Linked DNA regions of Sus scrofa: region 1 is linked to region 2. The links are chromatin contacts, called in public HiChIP or PLAC-seq maps. All regions are on one chromosome and are shown on one strand. Each heading gives the region's core, a stretch centred on a gene start, on an enhancer-like site or on the middle of the called end of the contact. The rest is flanking DNA. Distances are from core to core; before and after follow the strand shown.

Region 1 (3,752 bases), core at 502-3,001, 740 kb before region 2:
CTTTAAGAAGAAAAAATGGTATGGGCTACACATATCCATTTTCTCCTTTTAATTTCATCAGCCAGGAAATCACTGCTCCAGCGAGGAGTGAGCTGGAGGCAGGTGCAGTGAGAAGCCAGGATTATATTATGTACAAATGAATGTTACTTTGTATTGAAGGAAACATGATGAGTGAAGAATAAATGTTTCCCCAACATATCCATTTTTGAACTTATCATCATATCCCACAAATCTGATCATCCTCCTCGGACTGTCACTGTTATTATCTAGTACCTTAGATCAGAAACTTATAGACGTTCCCATCGTGGCACAGTGGTTAACGAATCCTCAGTGGTTAACGGAATCTGACTAGGAACCATGAGGTTTCGGGTTCAGTCCCTGGCCTTGCTCAGTGGGTTATGGATCCAGCATTGCCTTGAGCTGTGGTGTAGGTCGAAGATGTGGCACGGATCCCGCATTGCTGTGGCTCTGGCATAGGCCAGTGGCTACAGTTCCAATTAGACCCCTAGCCTGGGAACCTCCATATGCCTCGGAAGTGGCCCTAGAAAAGGCAAAAAGACAAAAAAAAAAAAAAAAAAAAAAGAAAGAAACTTGTAGATAACTTAGACTCATTCTTCTTCACATCTTGTTAAATGTCCCCACCATTTACCCCGGCACCCATACTAGAAACTTGGCCTACTTGTCTTTCCCTCACTCAGTGCTGTCAACTCTACTACCTCAACAGTGCTCACCTCTATCCCTTCCTCTGCCTATTCCCACTGCCAATGCTTTGGTTAAGCCTCTGACCACTTCTTATGTGGAGTACAGCTATGACCTCGTAATGGTCTTCTGCCTCAAGCTTTGCTCTTTCTGTCCATTTTCACTTGCATACCTTTACTCACGAAACTTTGTCTGGAATTAAGCATGCTTTCCAGTTATTGTCTCCAAATCCCCACACCCCGGACCTCCAGTTTGCCCACAGATCAAGCAGAATTGACTGTCCAACAAGCAGGATCAGATTTGTACCTAGGTTTCCCTGACTCCAAAGTCCAGGCTCTTAACTGCTCTTGCCCGACTGTTTTCTCTTATAAAAAAGATGTTTTAAAGTCCAGTGAGCCTTATACTTTAAAAACACCTTTGCATACATTATTTTCTTTTAGCCGCACAATTCTCCAACGTAGGCAGAATGGGTAGTTATCCTCATTTATAAAATGAGGAAACAGTCTGGGGAATTAGGCCAGGTCCGTCACACGCTGCTGCTAGTGAACGAGTGTCATTCAGCGGTCTTCCACATTAGCCGTGCACTCAGCCCCTTCTGGTCCCAGTCTTTGGAGAGACTTCCTGAACGCTGCAGAACTGGCCGTGGTGTCCTCCCAACTCTGGACAAGGCCGCTGCTCTTTCCACGGGCGCCCCAGCGATTGCGACAGGGACCTTCCCACTTGCAGTGACGCAATCAGTTACGCCAAACAGTGACGTACACTGACATGACTTACCCTGAGCCAGGTGCCGGCAGGACGGCCACACCCTGGGGCCCCCTACTCTAGAGGGCAGCGGGTCTCGCGGGTGGGGTAAGCCGCAAAACCCGCGGGAGGTAACTCCGGGTCCTAAATCCCCGGATCCCGCGGGCCCGCCACCGATCGGTTGCTAAGTGACGCCAGCGCGCAGAGGCGCGTGCGCGGCCACGGCGGTGTGCGTGAGAGCGGACGCGCGCCGCGGCGGCGGCGGTGGCGAGGACGGCGGTGACGGCAGCGGCCGAGGGGGCGGTGGCTACGAGGGGGGTGCGAAGCGGGCGGAAGAGGCGTCTGTGCCCGCGGCGAGGTCGCAGAGGAACATCGTGGGAGTGAGTAGCCGCGGCCTCGCTGGGGAGGTGGGGCCTGGCCGCACCTGCTGCGCGGGCCCGGGGCGCGGGGACGCGCTCCCCTCCATGCCCCGCAGCCGCTTTCTCCGGGGGCGGGGAAGGAGCGGGGACAGAGCGGGGACGGGGGCTGACGAGGGTCAATTCTTGGGCGCGGGCGCTCTGGCAAGCGGCAGCCGGGGATCAGCGAAGCCTCTTTAGTCCTGAAAGGTGTCGTGGGGAGCAGGCGTCGGGGTGGGGCGGTGGTTCGGGGTGGCTCTGCCAGGCTTCGGACCGAGAAGTCGGAATCCCGAGAAGCCCGGGTTCCCGGAGTAGCCTCACCTGCTGCCCCTCGAGACCTGGCCGAGGCGGAACCGGGGACGCTGTGATTGGGGTTCGGAAAGTTTGGCATTGCTGGGGCCTTCAACGCCCCTGCCCTGGCTGGGCCCCGAGGAGGAGAGGGTTGTTATGGAGAGAGTTGTGAATCTGTGCCTGCGTGCGGCATCAGACACACCCACGACCTGGGGAAGGCGATCTGTCAGTGTAGAGGGGGCGGCCAACCTGTTGCCTGGTGTTTCCAACTTCATGGGTGTGTGCACGTGTTTAATGCACGCACAAAACTTTGGCGGCCCTGAGCATTTTTATCACATTGTTGCTGCAGATTTTGAAGCCAAGGGACAGATAGCCATCTATGGTTCTTCTTCCTATACTCAAATCACCTGTTTTATTTCCCTAAACTATGTTGCTCTTCTGTCATTATTAGGGCCAAGGAAGTGTGGAGGCGGTGGTTTTTGTTTTTCTTAAAAGTAATGGAGGCTTGCTGTTTACTAGGCAGAAAATACAGATTCTGTTCGGCGTGTGGGCTAGAAAATGTAGATGGTCTTACAAGCTTGATTGGAAAGGTGCAGCTAATTATCAGTCCAGTGCTTTCTTCTTGATGCGCTGGACTCCCTCGTGGGTAGATGTGTGATGGGTGTAGTGACCATGCTTGGGAGAATGGAGTATGGGAGGTAGAAAAGCAGTCAGCCTTTTCTGACTGTTGATGAAGGCAGTGCCTAGAACCGGCAGAAAGAGACTATACTGACATTTAATCATGATTTGTGCAGGAAATTAAAAAAAAACAACTTGTAACTTTCCATTTAGCGTTAAAATTCTGTGATTCAGTTGCATCACTGAGGATCTGTAAAGTATGTTGCTTGAGGTTCTTTCATCTTGGAACCAGTGACAACCTTGCTCCGTTACTTGGAATTCAGTATCTTGCGCGCTGAAATACAATACCTTTTAGGACAGAAATCATGTTTGTTTTCTTCAGGGCCATATCTCTAGTACCTACGAAAGTGCCTGCCACAGGATAGGCACGTAATAAATATTTATTATATATGACACCACGGATAAGTCATGGGTCAGTGTATAGCAAGCATTTAACTCAGTCCTTCAAGTAGTTAATACCTTTGTCCCCTCTGCCCGTTATTATGCTATATGTGGGAAGAGGATTGTGGGATTACAAATGACATAAAAGACCTGTTTTTTTTTTTTTCCCCCTTTAAAAGCAAACAGTCTAGCTAGGAAAATAAAACATGTAATATAATTATGAAACCAAATGAGGTGTGTAAACAGGTGTTATGTGAAATGCTATACTTTTGAGTGTAGTAGAAGTTTAGAAGAGATAAGACTTGTGGGCTGAGTGAGTGAATTCTTTGGGAGAGGTAAGATTTGATCTTGTCTTTGTCATTTTTCTTTTTCTTTCTTTTTTTTTTTTTTTTGCCTTTTCTAGGGCAGAGAACTAGACTTCTGTCTTCTTTGGGAAGCTGGGTGCCAGTGTTCCTGGATTTTCTTTTTTTTTTTTTTTTGGCTGTCCTGTGGCATATGGAGGTTCCCAGGCTAGGGGTCTAATCGGAGCTGTAGCCACCGGTCTATGCCAGAGCCACAGCAACTCGG
Region 2 (3,541 bases), core at 610-3,109:
TCTAGAGTCAAAAGGTATGATGCAAGCACCTGTTAGGTAAGACGGGTGGCAATCCATAAAAACTCTCCAAATGTTACAAGGAGAATTTAAACTCTAACTACAGGTGGGAAAGTTGATTTCCCATCTCATATATTTTCACTCTTAACACAGGATGGCCAAGTAATAACACAGGCTGGCCAAGGCGGATACTTTTATCATGAATTAAAAAAAAAAAAGTGAGGAAAGAAGGAAAATTTGACCCAATTGAGCTAATTGGCTCTCACGTTCTTAAGCCAGCTGACTTGAGTTTTTTTGACAAGGAAATATTACAGATCTTCTGAAACGTGCTTTAAATAAAGGTGAGACCTCGACAGTCTTATAACTTTACCCTAGCCTGGGTTCTGGGCCTGACTTGTAAAAATGGGTGACGTGTGAACAGCTTCCTAAAAGCAAATGGGGCACTGGGATATAATTTAGGAAGTGATGATGCAAGTCTCTGGGGGACAGGGAGCAGGGGAGGTGAAAAAGTCAGAGGAAATACCCTCCTACTGCCTGGGCACCAACTCCTACCAAAGAGGGGAGGAAGGGCTGGCCTTCACAAGCCAAGAGAAGGGGGCACCTCAGCTCCACCCGGAGGTGCCAACACCGCCCCCTCATCGCTGCCCGCAGCCCTGCCCCCTTACCAGGCCCGGGCGGCCCCTTTCGGCCCAAGTCTCCGGCAGGCAGTCCCGAGGGTGGCAGCACACCTCGGGCAGGGCCTCCTCTGCCCACCCCCAGCTCCCCACGCCGCACCCTCCCTCAGGACGCGGCCCCTGCCCCCTCCCCGAAGGCCCGGCCTGGGCCCAGTCCCCAGGGTTCCGGCCTCCCAGGGCCCCGAGGCCTGACCAGGCAGCCCCGGCGCCAGCGCCTGGGCCCCCGCCCCCACCCCCACCCAGCCTGGGCACTTACCCCCAGAAGCCGCAGGGACAGCGAGGCGGCAGGCTGGGCGCTTTGCTGCGCTCGCTCCCGGCGTCTCCCATGGTGCTCGGCGGCGGCGGCGGCGGCGTCGGAGCTCGGCGACGGTGGCAGCGGCTGGGCCTGGGCCCCGCTAGAAGGAGGCGGCGGCGGCGGCGGCGTCGGGGGGCTCGGGGCGGGGGGAGGGGGAGGGAGCGGGCGCGCGGGCGGGCGCGAGTCCGGGGCTCCGAGCCGGGATTCCAGGCCGGTCAGCTGGAGGCGGGCCGCACCACTCGACCTACGGAGACGGGGGGGCTGGGGGAGGCGCGGAGAGCAGAGGGAGGGGAGCTGAGGAGGTGGGGCGTGCGGGTGAACCGAGGACCGCGGGAGAGGAGGGAAGACCCGGCGCCCTCGGTAGCTCCCACCGCCGCTTCCAGCCAGAGCGATGTCCCGTGCGGCGGCGCTGGCAAGGATCTGAGGCCCCCGCCGGCTCTGGCGTAGCAGCGGCCGCTGTGAAACCCCCGGCCGCGCTCGCTCCGTAACACCCTCCCCTCCCCCGGAGGCTGCGCTGACCGGACAATGGCCGCTCCGCCCCCTCCCCTCCTCACGCACCCCTCCCAAGGAGTCACAATGGTCTCGCCCGGGGGAGCCGCCGCCAAAGCCCAGCAGCTGATCAGCTGGGATCCGGGCGTGCCACTTTGTTCAGCGCCTCAAAGGAAGAGAACTGGGCCGTGGGCAAAGCCGAGACCGTTGAGCTAACACTCGGCGACGGGTTTTTGAGGCTTTCTTATGTTGGAACTTTTAGAATCTGAGGCAAACTTACCTTCCCCTCGTGTGAAAAAGGGGAGCAGGCTTCTGAGTACTCTGGGGCACGTTGCTTTCCCCCAAACGCGAATGGTACGCCCCAAGCGAGAGGGGGAGGAGCAGATTAGTTGTTTAGGTAAGTTGGGCCAGTCCCAGAGCGGCGCCTGAGCGCTGCGCATGCGCCCGGAGACACCCGTAACCCAGTATGGGGAGGGGCCTGGAGGAGCGCTTCCAAACCCGGAAGTGAGTCTCGGTCGGCCGGGGGTTGCCTGGGTCTTCGGCTGCCTGAGAGGCCCACTAACTCTTCGCTCTTGGACCTGGGAGATACTGGGGAACATTTCTCCACCAACTGCTAACCCCTGGAAATCTCTCTTCCCAGTCCTGCCACACCCAACTCACCCAGGGAACTGGTCACCCTTTGGCAGTAATGAACTTCTGGGAAATATAACCCTCCTTCTTTGCAGCAGCAATGGCAAGGGGTGGGAGGGTGGTTGTCTTAGTCATGTTCTGTGCCTCTAACCCCATCGGCGTCCCCAACCTCAGAGACACAAGTCCACTCCCTGTGCCTAGACTAGAAGAACCTCTGTTCTTCCTGGAGTGGACGTTTTGATTTTTAGAGAGGAGCTATGGCCGAGTCAGTGATGGCAATTAAGTGATCAAAAAGTTTGAGCCACTAAGAAAATGAGTCCTTTAGCGTTCCTTGTCTTTGATCCGGAACTTATACTGACCTCCAACCAATTATGAACAGAAGGCAGTTGTTGATGACTAAATTCAAGGAGGAGGAAACTTCCACCAGACTTCCTGGAAAGGTGATCCACAGCTGAGGCCCTTATGGCTCTTAGAAATAGCTGCGGTGTTCCCCCGACCTGGCAGGAGTAAGAGAGCCTTACATGAACTTTATTATCAAATGTTATTTCTTTTTATACCATTCTGTTTGTGCATGTTCTGTTGATTTATTAAATGTTGTTGCTTCTTTTGGCCTCTGAGGAGCAAGGAACACATTTAGTTAGCATCCTCCTAAAGAGGCTGTTGATGATGAAGACAGCAATTGCAGAGATCAAACCACTTAAAACCAAAGCACCCCCAAATGTGAATGCTGATTTATTTTGAGCAATATTTAGTTTCAGCTTTGTGGATTTTCCTAAGCCTTCAATAAATGTTTCTGTCAAAAACCTATAGAATGAATGAACTCATACAATACACCTAGCTCTCATTGGACTCATATTTCCTTAAATCTTCTCTTAAGCTGACATAAAATTGCCACATTCATGCAAGGTTTGCAGTCTTTGAGTTTAACAAAGATTAAGTAGCACTCTCTCTACTGGCATCTTGGTGACTCTTTTGTCTGTGGAAAAAGAAACCCTAAAACCGAAAGGAAAATTTTGTGTCAAACATGATTGTCATCTTTCAAACAGCTTGCATTCCTGTCTGTTTGCCAGTTATTCCAATTAGCAAGCATTTATTGAGTACCCAGTATTTATAAGACATTGCCTAAGGTTCTGTCCCTTGTATTGTCCTCTGCCCCTTCCTCTGGTTCCCAGCACCCTTCTACTGCCCATTCATTGCTTGTCTCCTCTTCAATGCCTTCCACACACTGACAAGGCAGAATTGGTCCCTCATTCCTCTGCCCACATAGTCTCCATTATAGGACCAGGAAATTTACATGTCTTGTCTCTTCTCACAAAACCTACCTCCAAAAGGACTATCTCTGAGAAATAGCTGTTAATGTACCCACAACCCAAGGGGGGTACCAGAGCCTTAAAGGGTATTACCTAGATTAATTTTATTACCAAATGTTACTATTTTATTTCTATATACACCATTC

The links. HiChIP or PLAC-seq counts read pairs in DNA pulled down with a chosen protein or histone mark.
Region 1: a contact with region 2 is called in an H3K27ac HiChIP or PLAC-seq map of alveolar macrophages. The contact joins the promoter of BTBD9 here to the promoter of ZFAND3 in region 2. A contact is called at or near these places in 1 of 5 promoter capture datasets (liver) and 1 of 2 datasets of contacts at active chromatin or transcription factors (alveolar macrophages).

Annotation. Positions count from the first base shown.
Region 1 is chr7:34,120,596-34,124,347 of Sscrofa11.1, reverse strand. It overlaps BTBD9 (BTB domain containing 9), which reads left to right and starts at 1,751. Exons shown (of 12, transcript NM_001243303.1): 1 at 1,751-1,820. It overlaps LOC110261680 (a long non-coding RNA gene), which reads right to left and starts at 1,467. Exons shown (of 5, transcript XR_002346133.1): 1 at 872-1,467.
Region 2 is chr7:33,376,548-33,380,088 of Sscrofa11.1, reverse strand. It overlaps ZFAND3 (AN1-type zinc finger protein 3), which reads right to left and starts at 1,859. Exons shown (of 7, transcript XM_021099854.1): 1 at 1,736-1,859; 2 at 928-1,227. The coding sequence starts at 998.